Regions from separate parts of the Zea mays genome. Here all the other regions are linked to region 2. A link is a contact called in public Hi-C data. All regions are on one chromosome and are shown on one strand. Each heading gives the region's core, a stretch centred on a gene start, on an enhancer-like site or on the middle of the called end of the contact. The rest is flanking DNA. Distances are from core to core; before and after follow the strand shown.

What was found. A called contact is a pair of places that touch in the nucleus more often than the background predicts.
Region 1: a Hi-C map of leaf shows a contact between it and region 2, with 6 times the contacts expected there. The contact joins the promoter of LOC103626853 here to the enhancer-like site in region 2. A contact is called at or near these places in 3 of 25 Hi-C or Micro-C datasets (ear and leaf).
Region 3: a Hi-C map of tassel shows a contact between it and region 2, with 3 times the contacts expected there. The contact joins the promoter of LOC103626849 here to the enhancer-like site in region 2. A contact is called at or near these places in 6 of 25 Hi-C or Micro-C datasets (ear, leaf and tassel).

What each region holds. Positions count from the first base shown.
Region 1 is chr5:124,403,039-124,406,253 of Zm-B73-REFERENCE-NAM-5.0, reverse strand. LOC103626853 (outer envelope protein 80, chloroplastic) reads right to left here and starts at 1,772. Exons shown (of 16, transcript XM_008647213.3): 1 at 1,090-1,772; 2 at 909-1,002; 3 at 722-804. The coding sequence starts at 1,581.
Region 2 is chr5:124,259,039-124,262,441 of Zm-B73-REFERENCE-NAM-5.0, reverse strand. No RefSeq gene overlaps it. Among protein-coding and RNA genes, the nearest start is that of LOC103626850, 72 kb to the right of the region's middle. Within about 2 kb of position 2,146, at least 15 of the 20 cell types and tissues checked have an H3K27ac peak or open chromatin away from gene starts, as enhancers often do. A contact at or near this core is called in ear, leaf and tassel, where this site is marked.
Region 3 is chr5:124,082,047-124,085,029 of Zm-B73-REFERENCE-NAM-5.0, reverse strand. LOC103626849 (copper-transporting ATPase HMA4) reads left to right here and starts at 1,614. Exons shown (of 9, transcript XM_008647210.4): 1 at 1,614-2,105; 2 at 2,803-2,983. The coding sequence starts at 2,096.

The sequences.
Region 1 (3,215 bases), core at 523-3,022, 140 kb before region 2:
TCCCTTCGCCTCTTCCTATGAAAAACTCCTATTTCTCTCACCTCTCAACCGCGTTGTTCCATGATCCACGCCATCTCTATCGTTTTTCAGTCCACTAATCCACAAGCTCAACACAAACAAAAGGAGCAGTCGGGTAGCCTTGCACCGAACCAACCGCATAGCTTCCCACTACTGCCACTCCGGCCACTCAACTCCCCTTAAAAGGCTCCTCCAGTATGAAGCAGGAGGCAGTGCTCCCATTGCATCCATCTTCCCCTAATGCCTGTGATCTTCACCAGAGTACTCCAATTTGTTTGCGGAATTTGACCATACTGAATTCAGGAAATCCCAAAACCAGATTAATCCTCAATCTTCTCCACCTCTCTCGACTGGAGTATTCTGATTTGTTTGCAGGGTTTCATCTATAACGGAATCAGGAAATCCCTAATCAGCTTCGTCCACAATCTTCTCCTTCACCTAAGTTTTTTTGTTTACGTCAAATTTCATTCAACTTTTCAATCAATTTACCTATGTTCCTATTTTGTATGTCAATATCCGCGCGCACTAGGCATGTCTGTATTCTCATTGTTCCCTTCTTTCTGTCTTTATCACCTTAGTTTTCTGGTTCAGAGTACCAATTGTTTCAGTTTCATCTTGGTTTCTGTGTGGTGCACATATGAGGTATCCTAGGAGCTAGCACAAGCAACTATGTGACAGGGAAACACAAATTCAGATTACCTACCAACCCAGTTAGGCCACGCTCCTGATACCATCTGTTAACAGACTTGATCACTTGATCCAGATGCCTAATGTTAATAATTTTTCCTGCGCATTGTAACTCCAAAGATTCAATGGGTCGTGCCGACAACAGTGCACATAATCCGTTGACAAATAAAACATTATTTGTGAACGAGGGAGTACATGTTTACCATGGCGATCGCGAAATGCATCTTCCATGAACTTGGACGGTAGCATGTTGGCGCCCTCGCATACCAGCCCATGGAAGTCTTGGTTCGGCTCCACCTGAAACCAAAAGAAGAAACGAAATTGTGCATTCATTAGCTCCGGAAATAAAGAAAGGAAGAGGGGACAACAAGAGGATAGAAGGACCTCAAAGACGAGGCGAATGCCATCGCGGGTGTCGACAGCGACGGGCATACACGATCGGAAGAGTCCGCTCTCGACGATGCGGTGCACGTCCTCCTGCACCTCCCGCACGGTGAGCGCGGCGTTGGGGCGGCACGCGCGCAGCGCCGCGGCGGCCGCGGCCTCCAGCTCGGGCAGCTCCAGGGGCTCCCCGTCCTTTCCCCGCACCGCGACCTCGCTGATCAGCACCCGCTCCTCGGGCCCTCCGCCGTCCTTGCCGTGCCGCCGTGGCGGGGACGGAGCCGGGTCGGCCCGCGCAACAGGGACGCGTGGGAGGCAGGAGCCCAGGCGGCGGGCGGCGGCATCGATGGCGCGGCCGATGTGCGCGAACGGGAGCGCTGCGGAGAGGAGCGCGGGTGCCGGAGACGGGGACGGGGACGGGGCCAGCGCGGAGGTGGACTCGCACGGGAGCTTGACACCGGAGGAGACAAAACGGACATCGCAACTGCGGACCATGGCGGCGGCGCGGGAAGGCTAGGGTTCCGAAATGGAGGTCGACTAGGGTTTAGGGCTTTGCCGACGAGACCGAGTACGAGGACGAGGGCGCGAGGGTTTCCTCCGCCATGGGCGCCGGAGGAGGATGCGGAGCAGATGGTGGCTGACTGGTTGTGGGAGCGTATCGAGAGTGTAGGTGTACATTCCGATCCGAGGCAGAAAAAAAAAACACGGCCCGGTACAAAAATATGTAATATCGGACTAGATTTGGGCTAAAATCGTAGGCCATGGATACGTACGAACACGTACTGTTTAAGGCAGACACGAAATAGTCCATATAGAGTCACGAAAATATCCATATATTTATTAAAATCATACTTCATTCTAATTTTCATGTACTTGATAAAAAAACGAAGCTATAGATGATGTTATTTACATGTTTTTAGCTTTGCATTATAGTATGTGATATAATTTTACTTTTGTTATGAACATTAGATAACGAATAAACTTACGAACTTTGTATAGAGCTGATTATACTCTTTTTTTCTTCTAACAAAATATTTTTAAACGAGGTTGTCATTGCATAGCTCTAGTAATTTAATACAAATATTAAGTTTGCTTTTGGTCAAATTTATTTGTCTTAACTTTTTTTTTATTAAATTTGTTTTGAATTTTGGGCTCAGGTGTAAATTTCGGGCTCTCATGTAAATTTGGGCCAAAATTTGAATTTCGGGCTTTTTATAATTTCGAGCCGCTCAAAATGAGTCCGGCACGTTTAAACAATTACGTGTCCGTCCGTGAGCCGACCCGACACGGCCCAAAATTCAAACGAGCTAGACCAACCCGAAATTTAAATGGACCGCGCCATTTCGGGCTTGGGTCGGGCCAGCCGAATATACACCTATAGTGGGAGGCCAAAATGAGTCGTTCGATCTTCCTATGCGGTTACCGAGAAATTCGCCATTATAATATTCCGAAGCTGATTCTTCGCTAGATTGGTATCCAGGTCAGCACGCTCGTCAGATTGGTAGTATGAACACCACTTTCTCTTCCTTTCTCTAGATTCCCATTTTACCCCTTCGCTAGGGTTCTGAAATGAATGTTCTATTTTCATTTTGCTCTTCTCATCCTTGTTCATCCGCTCGCATCCAAGTTCTAACTTTTCGTTCTCAGCCCATAGTTCTTAGGCTATCGCGAGCAACTTACATATACCCATACCTATATTCAAACTTCACTCTGCGAATAGTACAATCTTGTCGGGGACCATAATTAGGGGTATCATCAAGGCCAGTGGCGGACCCAGAAATTGGCTAAGACCCGGGCCGACCGAAACGATCATAAACTTTAATAATAACATATAAAGAAAAATTGTACGTCGAAACAATGTTGTCATAGATGTTAAAGATGACATACAAGTTATGATGTAGCTCTTTCCAAATGTATCATGTCAACATCAACATCAGTGCTTCTTACTCCAGAACCTTAAAGGAAATCATATTAAGAACGCGACTTGAAGGAAATCATACGATGGTTAAGCCATTCATCTCCTGTCTTATTACGCAACCCAATTTTAATGATATTCATAGATGAGAAAGCTCTCTCCACAGAGTCTCAATCTCAAACTTAATTTCTAGCCATGTGATCTTGTTTATTTG
Region 2 (3,403 bases), core at 897-3,396:
GAGCTACGAGTTTTTCGTGCAGCCTTACTTCCCTGTAACAACTCCAACGAAATTCTCCCGGGCGTAACTAACTGAGATTCTTGCCAGCTGTTCGGTGCTTGGCCAATCTCTTTCCATGCATATATATGCACCGCGCCTCGCCCAGCTATTCGGTCACCGGCGTGTGGGTCTCGCGTTGGCAGCTGTGTCTTCACCGCAGCAAAACAAACCGAAAGTCGTGAAACCCGACAATGAACTCTAGGGCAATCTTCATTGCTGGCGTCCTCGGCTATATATAAGTCACCCCTCGTAACCCCTTCTACATTCCGAGTTAGCAACCGAGAACGTGGTCCCGAGCATGCCGTGCAGCGGAAACAGAGATAAAGGAAGGTAAAAGATGGCCACACCTAGATGCTATATATTACGTCTATTTATTTTATAATTATTTAGTAGTTATATATCCTTGTGTTGCTATGGAGTCAACATTGTTATATTAAGATACTGTCAACATATTATATTAAGATACAGTGAGATATATAAAGGACTAATTGTCATTCTATGCTCATAGCGTCTTTCACCATGTTACCCGTTGGAGCTTTGTTTGAGGGTTGGAACAAGCAAGGCCCTTGCTGTAACCATAGCTACTAAACAAACACCACAACCATGAGATTCATAGGAACCTAGAATGAAAGCTTTTCTCACATAGGATAGTATATGGAAGAAGAAAAAACACAGCCTCTAGCCATGGTGTGCATTGATACAGTGATGCATAAACACGTCAACATGATTAACACGCCAACACAAAATTTCAGAAATCATCAACTCTTTTTCCCTATTCTGAAAGCATTTACATCTCTCATAGACGATGCTGAAGATGAACACTTCCTAGGATCTAGACCAGACTGAAAAAACTCCATTTACAACTGTTTTTTGCTCTCACAAAGCAGCAACAGTTTCATGAAATGTTTATCATCACGTAGCCAGTAGATGCGCAGAAAGCATTCGTTGTATTGTTGCACATAAAATGGGTGGGGTCGGGCATAATTTGGTACAAGATGTGGCCAAGGAGTTAATCTTCAGATTTTGAAAGGCTCCCTTTTCTTCCCATAAATAAGGCCAAATTAGCACACATAAATAACTTATACAACCTATTTGTCAAACAAATCGTCATATGACATCTAACATGGATTTGTCACTGTAGTTACCTATGGATCAAGAATTGGTTTTCGCTTCTCAACATAACGATGAGGATATGAGGCAGCAGCCAAAGCGGCTCGCTCCTAGGGAAAAAGGAATATAATGTGTTTAGTGAATGGACAGACAACACGATAACACTGTAATTTTTTGTGTGCTGATATGAAGTCATTAAAATATTGTAGTAGCACCATCAAAATTATTCACATGGAACTCATGTAGTTTGATCTACGATAAACAAGCAGCTAGAAGTAGCAAAATTTGGGCGTATGCCGATACGCTAACATAGTGCACAAACTCGCAAAAGAAAGGTGCATAACATTGTTCGGAGCATGTTGACTCAAACAACAAGCGTCTTATTGAAAATCGATGGGGCGATGTTGTCCACGCAGTGCTGTAGATCCGCAGCGGAGTTCGGTCTTCTACCAGAAAACCCTGGTGCTTGGGTGGATCTTCTCGCCAAGCAACAACACCTCCATTGTCCCATACCTCAACGTGATGCTCCCAGATCGTTCTGTGGATTTTGAACGATCGAGAAGGTGAGGGACATCGTTGGTGGATTTTCTTGCTCTCTCTCTCTCTCTCTCTCTCTTGCGCTACGGTCTCATCGAGACAGAACAGGTAGGGCCGAGGTGGGTGGAGAAGACAGTGGCAACTTCGGGCAGCATTTATAGGGAGCATGGCAGTGCGACCTTGGCTGGCCATGGTGATTGTTGGCGCCCAACAACCTCCGTTGAGTCTGCGCGCGCATTTACCATGAAGTTTGTTTCGGGTGGGGGAATATAAGCCTGACGAGGTGGTCCCACCCAACAGTGGCTCGCGATGATGCCCAAGCGCGCGGCTAACTGGCGGGTTAGCGAGTCCCACGCGTCAGCGTGTAGTGAAGGTCGGGGAAGGGGCTGGCCAGCGGGGCTGCGCGCGCCAGAATCCATGACCACCAGGGGATGAAGATGGATCCGACCACAAGGGCCCACATGTCATTCTCGCAGGGAAAAAGAAAACGAGGAGGAGAACTGGGCCGGCTGGCGTGCGGGATTTGGGCTGGCGTTTGCGGTTGTGGGAGAAATGGGCCGAAATGCAGAACTCGGCCTAGGTAGCAAAGGAGCGCTTCTCTTTTCTATTTCCTGTTTTCCTTCTTTTAGTTCTCAGTTTCAAATTCAAGTGGAATTCAAGTCTGAGTTTCTAAATTAAGAAAAATGCTCAAGCAAAACTCCAGCATGAATGCAATATTTTATTATTTTATTTATTTATTATCCCTTTTAAGCAAATGCTTCGAGATATGCAATTCTCACAAAAATGGTTTATTTTAGAAAAAAATAATTTCTATTGTATAGTCTTTATCAAGATATGATTTAACTTAAATCTTTTTAAAGAGTAATTTTAAACGTATAGGTAAACAAGGGTTAACTTAATTCACTTAGTATTTTATTCATTTGATCTTTTATTAGAAAAGAAATTCAATTTGGGAAATATGTCTTTGAAAGTAAGAAAATTCTTATTAAAAGATATTTTAGTTCAAATCCTTTAGAGAGTTGTACTAGATTACAACAATAGGGTTTTGAGGTGTTACACCTGCATCAATAGAAAGACAAGGGGTAAGCTAATGGCACATCACTGTGGTTAGGATACTGAGAATAATATCCGTGTTGTGGCATCTGCCCATAAAAAGTGTTAGGAAAAACACCACACATCCCTGGTCTAGAAGGGAAGCGATCACCACAACAAGGAAATTGTTATCCGCTGGGGAAGTAAGAACCAAAGCCACTGCCAAGGGGTCCTTGGCCATATGGCACATGACCAGCACCCCGCCGGGCATGACCACCACGTGGCCTCACCACCTGAGGCCTAGCAGCAAGTGGCAAAGCACCTCTAGGCCTCGCAGGACGTATCTGAACAGGAGGATCATGAACACCATGAGAAGGGTGGTCCATGTTCTTTCTACTCGACTCAGAAACTAGCCGGTCATCTCTCTTTCTCCTAAAGAAAAACGCAGCCAAATGCCCATCCCTCTCACAATACTCACAATGGAACCTCACATCCCTCTTAGGTGGAATTTGTTGTGGGTGGGGGCTCTCCTTTTGGACAGTTGAGGGGCTCTAGGAAGGGAATCACTAGAGATATCAGAAAGGGTGTCAAGTATGTTCCTGTGATGGTTAGGTTTTAGAATCCACATTTGTTTTTAAGGAGGGTCTCTCACAGGCTTCTCAATCACACCATCTCTCACAGGTGT
Region 3 (2,983 bases), core at 365-2,864, 180 kb after region 2:
TATAACTAATATGAGGAATGAGGTCATTCCACCAAATTTAAGTAATGAACCCATGATGCATCACCACATTTTGGATGGAGTGATTCCTCAAACCAAACACCCCCTACATCGGAGCCCTGATGCCTCAGTAGCGCATTGGTGGGAAGTGGGAATCATGTAAGGAAACTAGAACTAGTGCTCGTCCTCGATGCTAAAGTGCTAAAGCTCTGAAATAGTTCGCATGCGAAATCCTTTCGTGCTTTCTTTCTCCCTCCCTCCGACCTCTCAACCACTCCTGCCACGTCATGCTTTTATCTACGTCGCATGCAATTTATTGTCATGGAAACGACCTTCTGTTTGGCGGTGGGAGGACTAAGCTTGAACCCTAGTTGATTGTAAGTCAAATCGTTTGGTGGAGCTCTAGCTCTATAAATTCATCTTGATCTGGAGCCGGTCGTCAGGTCATGTATATATAGCTTTAGAAAATCCATCCTATCTAAACTGAACATGAACCCTGCATCTATCCTAAGTACATTTGTACTGGGCTGGGTCAATCTGTTCATGACGAAGGCCTACCCCAAATCCAAAATGACTACAAATATGAACATAGAGTCTTGCTGGTTAGCTATTTTTTGTTGAACTGTGTTGTGCGTCTTTACTCCTCAGATTTTGGATGCATAATAAGAACTAGAATCTGAACCATCATTTGTAGAGAACCAAGAAAATGCGTTGGCTTATGTTTCATCTAAAAAAATTGGTTCACAACTATAATTTTGCTCTATATTGTGTTGATTTACACGTCTTATGGATGGTTTTGAATTCTCGAGTGCAGTAGAGAAGGTGAGGTGCAAGTAACCAAGAAAGCATCTGCCAGCACCAATTCACGTGCCAACAAGGGGAAGAAAACTAAGGATGTTTCTGAATCTGATATGTGGACGGGATGTCTCCTTTAAAATATATAAACCTCCTCTGTCAAGACTTAATGCCCTCAAATTGTATCGATGACATAAATAAGTACTGTGCATTATTAACAATCATTATACTGATTACATAATACGTTTGTATAATATAAATCTATTTGAAGATTGATTAATTCGTTGAAAACACAGTTTTATGTTTTTCTTTGGACGGAGGGCCAAGCCGTCACACCAAGAACATCAACATGGTCCAAAAGTCCGATCTGAAAAGGAGTAACTAATTACAGTTATTAGAAGATGCACAACTGTCCAGCCGGATGGAGATGGAGTCAACCTCAACATACCCCTACCAGAAAACATACGATAAACGCTGTTAGACGTCGGGATCATCAAAGTCGCAGTCATAAACAATAATTTTTTCTCGTACAATAATACATAGTACACAGGCGCAAAGTGTTTTTTATTTGTCTTGTTTTGCCGGCCGAAACGATGCCGCCCACGAAATGGTTCGCGTTCAAAAAGTCAGCACTGGTTCTCGACAAGTTTTGAATCTCGGAACCCACTACGTTCGCTCATGACGTCCCAATTCGAATTTAGAATCCAACAATTGGTCTAATCATTCAAGTTCCGCATACAATGCGGAATGGAAAACTCTAGAAACGCGGCGAGGAGGGAAGCCAAGACAAAAATGAGGGGCGGAGAAAGCGAGCGCGCACTCAAGAACCCAAAATCAAACCAAACTCGTGCGGGATTTCAAAAGGCATCTGACAAAAACCCGTCGCGTTCCCATCCAAATTCACGCCGAATCCCCACGAAATTTATTATTATATATAACAAATGTAAACAAAGAAAGAAAGAAACAAACAAACCGCCGCACGCGCTAGGGCGAGGCGACCTCGCCGTCTCCACCCCGCCACCGCCTGCTTCACGCCGCGCTCCCTGCTCCGCGTCGCCTTTATTATAGTCTGATGCCACTACGCCCGCCAAGGCACCTGCCAATCCCTCCTCTTTCAACTCAAAATCCCCACACCCCGGGCAGGCGCCCCGCCGCGGGAACAGGGAGACTACTACAGCAGGCGGGGTCCGGGGGCCGAGAGCTTCTCGCCGCGGCCGCAGTCGTCCGGGACCGAGGTGGGGCGCCCTCCTGCGCCGGCTCGTGTGCTTCCGCCGCCTCGTCCACAGGCTTCTGGTTCAATTGAATGATCACAGGTTTGCGTTTGTTCCACCCGTCTTCTCTGGTCTGTTTTCCTTTCGTCGCCTCTCGCGGTCGTGGACTCGCAGCGCTGGCTGATTGATCCGCGGTCGATGCGTGCGCGGGTTTCTCGTTACCTTTGCTGCACAAGCTGAAAGCTGTCATTTCAGCTCCTGTATTCTCTATCGTTCTGAGAATTAAGGGGGTGTTTGGTTGCTCCTGCTAAAGTTTAGTCCGGATCACATCAAGCGTTTGACTTTTAAATAGGAGTATGAAATATACACCTAACCAACTAGACTAGATTCGTCTCGTCTTTTAATATTCGGCTGACAAATTAGTTTTATAATCCGACTACATTTAATACCCGGAACGGAGGTTCAAACATTCGATGGGACATGAGCTAAATTTTAGCGGAGTGTAACCAAACACCCCCTAAATGAGGGAACCCTCGCTGTCGTGGTGTCGTACGGCGTTGGCGAGTTATGTGCGTCAGCTGTGGTTCCATGTCTCCGCTAGTGTTGCTAGATGGTGTCATGATGACCCTAGATTTCGTCAGCGGGTGAAGTATGATTCCTGAATTAGCAATTTACCATGACAATGGTTGGGGTGTTGGCGTGCTGCATTGCAGATAGTGCTACTGAGCTACTACTAAGCGATTGTGTTCAGCTACTTCTGACATCTAACATGCAGTTGATCTTTGGCGTTTCAATTCAGCCACAGGCATGGAGCGGAATGGCGAGAGCCACCTCAAGGACCCGCTTCTGCCGACGACATCTGGCGCCTCTCCTGCTGGGGCGTCTCCAAGGAAGGAGAGGAAGACGAGGAAGGTCCTGTTCAGTGTCCGGGGCATCTCCTGCGCTTCTTGTGCCGTGTCGATTGAGACCGTTGTGGCCGG